2 separate regions of the Triticum aestivum genome follow, and region 1 is linked to region 2. Evidence: chromatin contacts called from public Hi-C data. All regions are on one chromosome and are shown on one strand. Each heading gives the region's core, a stretch centred on a gene start, on an enhancer-like site or on the middle of the called end of the contact. The rest is flanking DNA. Distances are from core to core; before and after follow the strand shown. Region 1 holds the start of LOC123095966 (inositol-tetrakisphosphate 1-kinase 3). Region 2 has its middle 5.6 kb from the start of LOC123095965.

Evidence for each region. Hi-C and Micro-C count contacts between places; a contact is called where the count stands out from the background.
Region 1: a Hi-C map of leaf shows a contact between it and region 2, with 3 times the contacts expected there. The contact joins the promoter of LOC123095966 here to the enhancer-like site in region 2. A contact is called at or near these places in 3 of 5 Hi-C or Micro-C datasets (all in leaf).

Annotation. Positions count from the first base shown.
Region 1 is chr4D:32,846,052-32,849,964 of IWGSC CS RefSeq v2.1, forward strand. LOC123095966 (inositol-tetrakisphosphate 1-kinase 3) reads left to right here and starts at 1,758. Exons shown (of 10, transcript XM_044517534.1): 1 at 1,758-2,129; 2 at 3,807-3,888. The coding sequence starts at 1,936.
Region 2 is chr4D:32,684,808-32,688,510 of IWGSC CS RefSeq v2.1, forward strand. No RefSeq gene overlaps it. Among protein-coding and RNA genes, the nearest start is that of LOC123095965, 5.6 kb to the left of the region's middle. Within about 2 kb of position 1,289, at least 3 of the 8 cell types and tissues checked have an H3K27ac peak or open chromatin away from gene starts, as enhancers often do. A contact at or near this core is called in leaf, where this site is marked.

The DNA of each region.
Region 1 (3,913 bases), core at 508-3,007, 160 kb after region 2:
TTCGTGAAAAACATAATTCAACCTGACAAAAGGCTCAAATTCATGTCATTAATTTCTAAAAGAGAAAACAAAATCCTATATGATTACAAATGGCTAAATCCAAGTTTAATATGTTCCATATTGATTTATGCTATCATACTGAATAACTGGAGTATCATAGCTTATGCTCGTCACACAAATCAATTCGTTCACTTTTTTTTCTACAAAAAATATGATTAGTTTATTCTGTGCATAACACTAGGTAATTCAGCGCCGTGCTTCATTTGGGACAAGTTTCGCTAGAAACCCGAGTAAACGCATAAAAACATTCACACATCCACTGCCGATGATTAGAGTCGTGGAGATTCAAGATTGATGAAGTCAACATAAACATTTTGTTATTGATGGAAGCATCACCCCACATAGAAAAAATATTCACTTTAATGAGAGACAGAAAGTGTCAAACCTAGGTTTTACTCCATGGCAACTTATAGATAATCGCCCTCCTAAACCATCCAACCAATGGTTGCTTTGTTTCCATGAATTTCCATCTTTGACGAGCCAACTTCACTATAGGAAGGCGATGATGACCTTTACACTCACATGAAAAAGTCGTAATGTAAATACTAATCTACTATCTACTTCTACTACTACTTATAAAAGCACGAGTTTGGTGAATCCAAATGATCTCAACCATCCAATCACCTTTGTCCAACGTCTCATGCCGCTCCAATGATGTACCCCCATCACATCACTAATAAACTGGAAATAACATTAATGCATTTAATTGCAATTGCTCTGGGAAACATCATTAATTGCATTAATTTCAATTAATCTTGAAAAATCATTAATTACAAAAATATTCTTTGTAATGGCATGCTCTAATGCTTTATATCCCCTCAATCATACCAGGCCACAAGCCCACAACCAATAATCTAAATAAGAAGGGCGAGTGGAAGAATCTTCTACACCGATGCATATGATTATGGACTGTATGCCTGGTAAACCCCCAAGACCCAGCAACAGCACATGGTCGAGCCATCCAGCCGGTGGTGTATGCGGAGGCATCACCTAGAGGTCAAGCGGAGTAGGTACGAAGCAGCATCACTTTGACGACCATATATCACGAGCTAGGACCTTGCTGCACCGAGGAGTGAGACCGAAGGGTGTACCACATCCTTTGAGTGGAGAAATGAGGGTGTCACGACATGTATGCAGACGATGCAAAGTCACGACAAACCAAACCACAACACACAACATAGCTCGGATTTGAGAATGGGCAAACATAAGCAACATCTGTGCAACGAATAAGAAGAGTCGTCACAGTGGGTGATGACTAGGTATCGCCCCTCGACATGCTATTAAAGTGAACGTGCATTGCAAGTTCACTAATTATCTTACGTGCGCGACAGGATGCGTGAGCCATAGTCCCTAGAGGGATGGTAAGACATACACAATCTGAAATCTTTATTTCACTGCTTTATCCATACATTTCGTTTCGAAGAATTCTTTCCCTGCAAAAAAATAAAATAAAAGTTAAGGCGTTTCCCTTGTATGTTTGTTGGCTAGCTAAGTAAAGAGAAACCTTAAGCATAAAGAAACCGAGAAAAATATTTTATCAAAAGAAAAAACTGAGAAAATATCCAGAGAGAAAGACCAAGAAAATAAATACTAGAAAAGGCCAGGGGCAAAACCGTAATCCGGCGACACTTTGTTCCCATGTCCCAAAGGCGAAGTTGCTCCCGTCCTCCACCTACAAATACGCACACGCCCCCCCATCCGCACCTCTCTCTCTCTCTCTCTTCCTCCTCTCCCCCCTTCTCTCTCTCTCCACACGGCGCCCTCGCGCGCACGCACACACATACACCTGTCTCCGCCTCCGCTCCGCTTGTTCCCGAGTGCGCCCGCTGCATTCCGATCCCGCCGGCCAATTGGTTCGGCGCCGGCGCGGGAGCGATGGTGTCGGGCGGGTGCGTGGGGACGGAAGGGGGCGCGGAGCCGGAGGACGCGGCGGCGGCGGCAGGGGCCGAGGAGGTGGCGGCGGCCGCGGCGACGGCCCCCGCGCGCGCGAGGGAGCTGGTGGTCGGGTACGCGCTCACGTCCAAGAAGGCCAAGAGCTTCCTCCAGCCCAAGCTCCGGGGGCTCGCCAGGTACCGACGACGTCGCCTGTAGATTTGTCCGGTCGCGTTTGTTTCAAGTCTGTCTAGGTGCGGAGAGATAATCTGGTTGGAAATGCGCCGATTATTGTTTTGGAGATGATTAACTTGTCCTGCATTGGGGGAAAAGCGCTTGGTGCGACGGCCCTTGTTGTTTGTCCATGTCAGTTTTGGATGAAACAGGAAAAAGAATCTTGCCCAGGTTCTGCACAATTTGGAAGATCAGCGGGAATTCATGATCCTTCTGGTCACACTCCGTAAGCAAGAGGAGAACTTACTGAATGATATATATGGTTTGTTAATGTTATTGTGTTAATTAACACCTCGTTCATTGACCTCTGTTCTTGACTGGAGAAGATTCAGGACACACGGGGCCCCCTTCTTTAATCTGCTTAGGGAGAAATGGCTAGTGCATATCATTGTCCCACCCACTAATTGTTTGTTTGAGTTAAAGAGATCACAAAGCTGTTGAGCACAAAAGGAAGGGGAATACTTTAGCTCCAAATAGGATTAAAAGTGGGAAAACGTTTTTATCAAGTTATAGTCCAAAAGGCGGTGAAAAGGGTTTCTTGATTGATACTCCCGATCGTGATATCCATTAGCATATGGTTTGCTTTGTTTACCCTGCACGGTATGCTTTATAGGCTTTTATTTTTGGTTTATTATGCATTATGGAGGTTTTCTTGACATCTGTTTCAGTAGTTACCAACAATTTCAGATAATTTTAGAACACCTATTTGTTCAATCAAAGAATCAGAGTCTCATTTTTGTAGAATCATTGTGTGCACTGACTGAAATTAGTCTATTCAAGCACGTCTTTGTATTGATGCTGTTTTCTTTGGGATAGGATAGTGACATCGATGCACTCCCTGTCTTATGGTAATATTATATTCGCTTCCAGTAGTGACCCTTTCTTAATTTATTCAATAAGCCGTAACTTAAGTAGATCCCTGAACTAATCCAGGAAGCTGCCGCTGAAATGCTCTGTTTTGACATTATTCGAGTAATTGTGTGTAACCTTATTACAAAATGTTCGTGTTATTGACCGGTGTGACCAAGTGTGTATGGTAAGCAACTGCAGGGTTCCAAGTTGGCTTAAATACACTAGAGATCTAAAATATGTCATCAGTTTGCAAAGTGCAGTTAAATGCTCAGTTTATTACTTGGCAGCTTGTGCCATCCTCACATCACTAGGACCAGAGATGTGGATTGCCGAATATGAAAATAGTATAGGTCCAGCATGATAAGATTCTGATAATAGTTAAAGGATCCACATGATTTAACATGAGCATTACCTTTTATCATGCAAATCAGCACATCACTAGTGCTCAGTGTGGACTAAAAATTCATTCTAGTATAATTATCATCAAACCAGGTTCATCTATCTTATATAATATTCAATATAATATAACCCGTAAACATTCATTTCAAGACAATTTACTGCCCATTTCTGTTGTCTGGGCACTTATTAACATACAAGAGGTTGGAGACTTTAAATATTTGCATTATTTTAGGGTAAGTGCTTTTAAGTTGTAAATTTATAACTTGGGTTAATATGTTGAAGTGTTGGCTAGCCGCCAATTGCTTCCGTTGAGCAACTGGTGCTGCAGACTTACTTATTTGTTAGATTTTCCAGATTATTTGCTTCTCATCCTTGCAAAATTAATGCAGGAAGAAAGGCATTCAATTTGTTGCAATTGATCAAAAGCTTCCACTGTCAGATCAAGGCCCTTTTGATGTTATTCTGCATAAGGTAGCTATACGGAGTATATTTAACT
Region 2 (3,703 bases), core at 39-2,538:
GGGCTGTATATGAGGGGTGCCGGTCAGCCCGGGCGTTTGAGGCCCGTTTGAGGGGGCTGTCTGGGTCAAAAATCGTGACCTGACTGGGCCGTCCGCCCGGACGTATGAGACGGGTTTGAAGCGCCCGGCTGTAGATGCTTTAAGTTATAAAGGGCGGCAGGCATGCATGATGGTACGGTAGGAAGACTCGGGTGAGTATCAGGTGATACGGGGCCTTAAATGCTCCCATGATACGAGCTCTTAGGAGATCCAACGGCTCCTGGAAGGCTTCCAACATTCTGCAAAAAAAGACCTTTTGAAGTCGAAAAATTGCGAACAAGTACGGCAGCCTTTCAGATTCTCCAAGAGCCGTTGGATCTGAGATCCAACGGATCATAAGCTCGTATCATGGTATCACCTAAGGCATAGTATCACCTGATATTTTCCCAGGAAGACTCCTTTTAAGGCCGACCACTACATAGGACACTTGTCTATTCACACCGAATTGATGATATTCAGACGATTAAAACACTTTCTCCCACCAGTGCGGTGCTTTTATCTTGCATAAGTAGTACTACATGTTTAAGCCATATGGGTGCAATCAACTTCATTTGAAGCACCTGTATTGTAAATTCCCTGAGGGAGTAGAGTAGATTAAAAAAATCTTGGTGAAGAATTGTAAATTAGATACGCTCCCAGAGAATCTGAACTGCATGTAAAAAACTGTACCCACCACCTCAGCAATTTGGTTGGGAGCTTAAAAACTGGCAAGCTTGAGCATGACGACATGGGACGCCTTTCCATGTGAACTCACTCACTTGTAACTTGGAAGAACAACCTTAGTATATTTAGCTGCGTCGTACTCACCTTGACAAGTACGGTCCCAATCCCTTCATTAGTCAGCCAAAACCTGCCTTGCTCTGTTGACAACAACCAATAGGGGCGTGCGTATTTGCTGGCGGAAGCATCTGATGAAAACCTCCTCCTGCTATTTGTTGAGCCCGCGCAACCACTATTTGGGTTGGGAGCGAGCGGGTGGGTCTTGCTGCTGACTGGCTCCGCGCTCCTGCGAGAGCAGCTTGTCCTGTTATGCGAGCGAAATGCTTTGGGATGCATGATTGATCGTGGATCCCCTTCTTTTATCGGGCCAATTGGCTGGGCAAGATCTGGCTGAAAGCTTTGCTCCTGCGTTTTAACGTTTAATTAGATCGCTGGCTGGAAGCGTCGCTCTCGACCACCATCATGGATGGCGACCTTGTCCCCCACTGGAGTTGGCAATGGCGAAGCCTCTGGCGACGGTAGGGCCGGTAGGCGACGTGTAGTGCTCCTCCGCGGGTCAAAGGGGGAGGAGGGTCCGGTGAGGGTGAGGGTGAGGGTGCTGCTCCCACGCGTGAACGGACGTTGGGTTCGAACGTTCGTCGCTGGATTGGCGGTGTACACACGGCCGGCAATTACAACGTTGGGGGCTAAACAAAGCTGGAACAACGTTGGGAGAGCCGTTCAGACGCCGCGTGTTTGGTTTCCAACTTTCTATTCTAGTACTACTACGTAGCATGGTTATGGCCGCCTGTGATGGTCATCCTGCATCATCCATGGCGTACTAATGTATTAGCATTGTTTTCCTTTGGTGAGGTAGTGTCTCCTTGGGTGGTGATGTTAGGGTTTGTCATTATGTGGCGAGATTTAATGTCAGGTGCTTCAGATCCATGAAAAAGTTCAACGACGACGAATGCGATTTCAGGGCACTAGTCCTGAGGGCACGTACACAAAGACTTTTTCGCTGTCATCGATAAGGTCAAGGCGACTCCAGTATGGAGCGGCGACAACAGCGCCTGGGAAAAGGTGCAGCTCACCCCCTGCTCCCCACGCTCGAACTTGGGTCGGCGCTCCCTTGTTTTTTACTCGTTTCATTTTTGTTTTCTGTTTTCTTTTGTGTTCTTGTTTTTTTGCTTCTCTAAAAAACTTCAGGATTTTTAAAAAAAGTTTAGAATTTTAAAAAATAGCACTAATGCAAAAAAAGTGTCATGAATTCAGAAAAATGTTCACAAATTCAAAAACATTAATATTCTTTGAATTTTTATGGATAATAAATTGATTTTTTTATGAACATATTTTAATTTTCTTGCACAAAAATTGGATTTCATGAACATTTTTCGAATTTATATGCACATTTTTTGTACTTCACGAACAAAATTTAAATTCAATGAATTTTTTTTAATTGGATGAACATATTTGTTCAAGAACATTTTTTTGAGTTCGATAAACATTTTTGAAATATGATGAACAGTTTTTTATTCGATGAAAAAATCTTGAATTCCAAAAACTATTCACACCCGATTTGAAAAATGTTCGAATTTAAAAAAATCACCATTTGAAGAGGTTCCTGAATGTCTAAAAATGTTCATGAATTTGGAAAAAGGAAAAAAACAAGAAAAAAGAAAAAAAGGGGAAAAGATTAAAACAAAATAAGAAAAATAAAAGAAAAACCTGATCCAAAAGGTTCTAGAACCTCCCTAAAACAGGAAGTGAGCTAGCTGGGCCGACCCACATGTACATGGCCAGGATCCGAGGGTACGCGTAGTCGCTATCGAGCAATATACGCGCCAAATAGGATCCAAGGGTTATAAGCCCATGCCCAGGTCCAAGTCTACCGTCCTACCAGGCCGCATTGGACCACCCCATGTTCTGGCGCTTCTCAAAAAGAACAAAGGCCTCTTTGCTTGAAGCATTTTTAAGAGCATGGCCCAATTTAGGAGAGCAACTGATCAACGAGTACTTCTTGGGGAGGCCTTGTAAGGATCATTTTTAGTGGGCTGGGAGCGCGCCCCTTGATGTGTTATCAGCCGCCGTCACGCGTCGCGTCTTGGGCGCTCCCTTGGGATTTTGTTTATTCTATGTACGTGTTTTCGGCTTTTAGATTATTTTTTCCCGGGGGGGGGGGGGGGTGACTTTTCGATTTTTCCCCGATTTTCTTAGGTTTTGTTCTTTTGCGCGAAAAACATGTATTCATTTTGTTTCTTTCTACATGAGGCATAGTCGTGCCTTTCGGAAGTTTTTTTTCTTTCCACGAGAGGCACATATTTACTTCTCGTGGAGGCACGAATTTGCTTTTGTGAGAGGTACAGACATGCCTCTTGGAAAAAAAACAAGTTTCTTTTTCTTCCATGACTGGCACATATTATTTCTCGTGGAGGCGCGAATTTGCTTCCGCGGAAGGCACAACCGTGCCTCTCGGAAAAGGAAATGAAAACACATTTTTTTCTTCTGCGAGAGGCACAAATTTACTTCTCATGTAGGCACGGATTTGCTTTCGCGAGAGGCACAACCGTGCCTCTCAGAAAAGGGATTTTTTTCCTTCCGCGAGAGGCAAAAATTTACTTCTCAAGGAAGCACGGATTTGCTTCCGCGAGAGTTGTGCCTCTCAAAAAAGGGGAAAATGTGTTTTTTTCCTACCACGAGAGGCACAGATTTTTAGTTCTCGTGGAGGCACGGATTTGGTTCTGCGAGAGTCATAGCTGTGGCTCTCGGAAAAGAAAAAAAAAACTGTTTTCTATTTTCTTTTTCCGCGAGAGGCACAACTGTACCTCTCGGAAAGAAAGAAAAGCGTGCTCCCGGTTCGTTTTCTTGTTCGGGTTTTTTCACGAAAAAAAGTTCGTCGAAACCTATTAACATGGGATCTAGTTTTGAAGATCCTCACGTGAGTAACTCAACGGTGATAATGGTT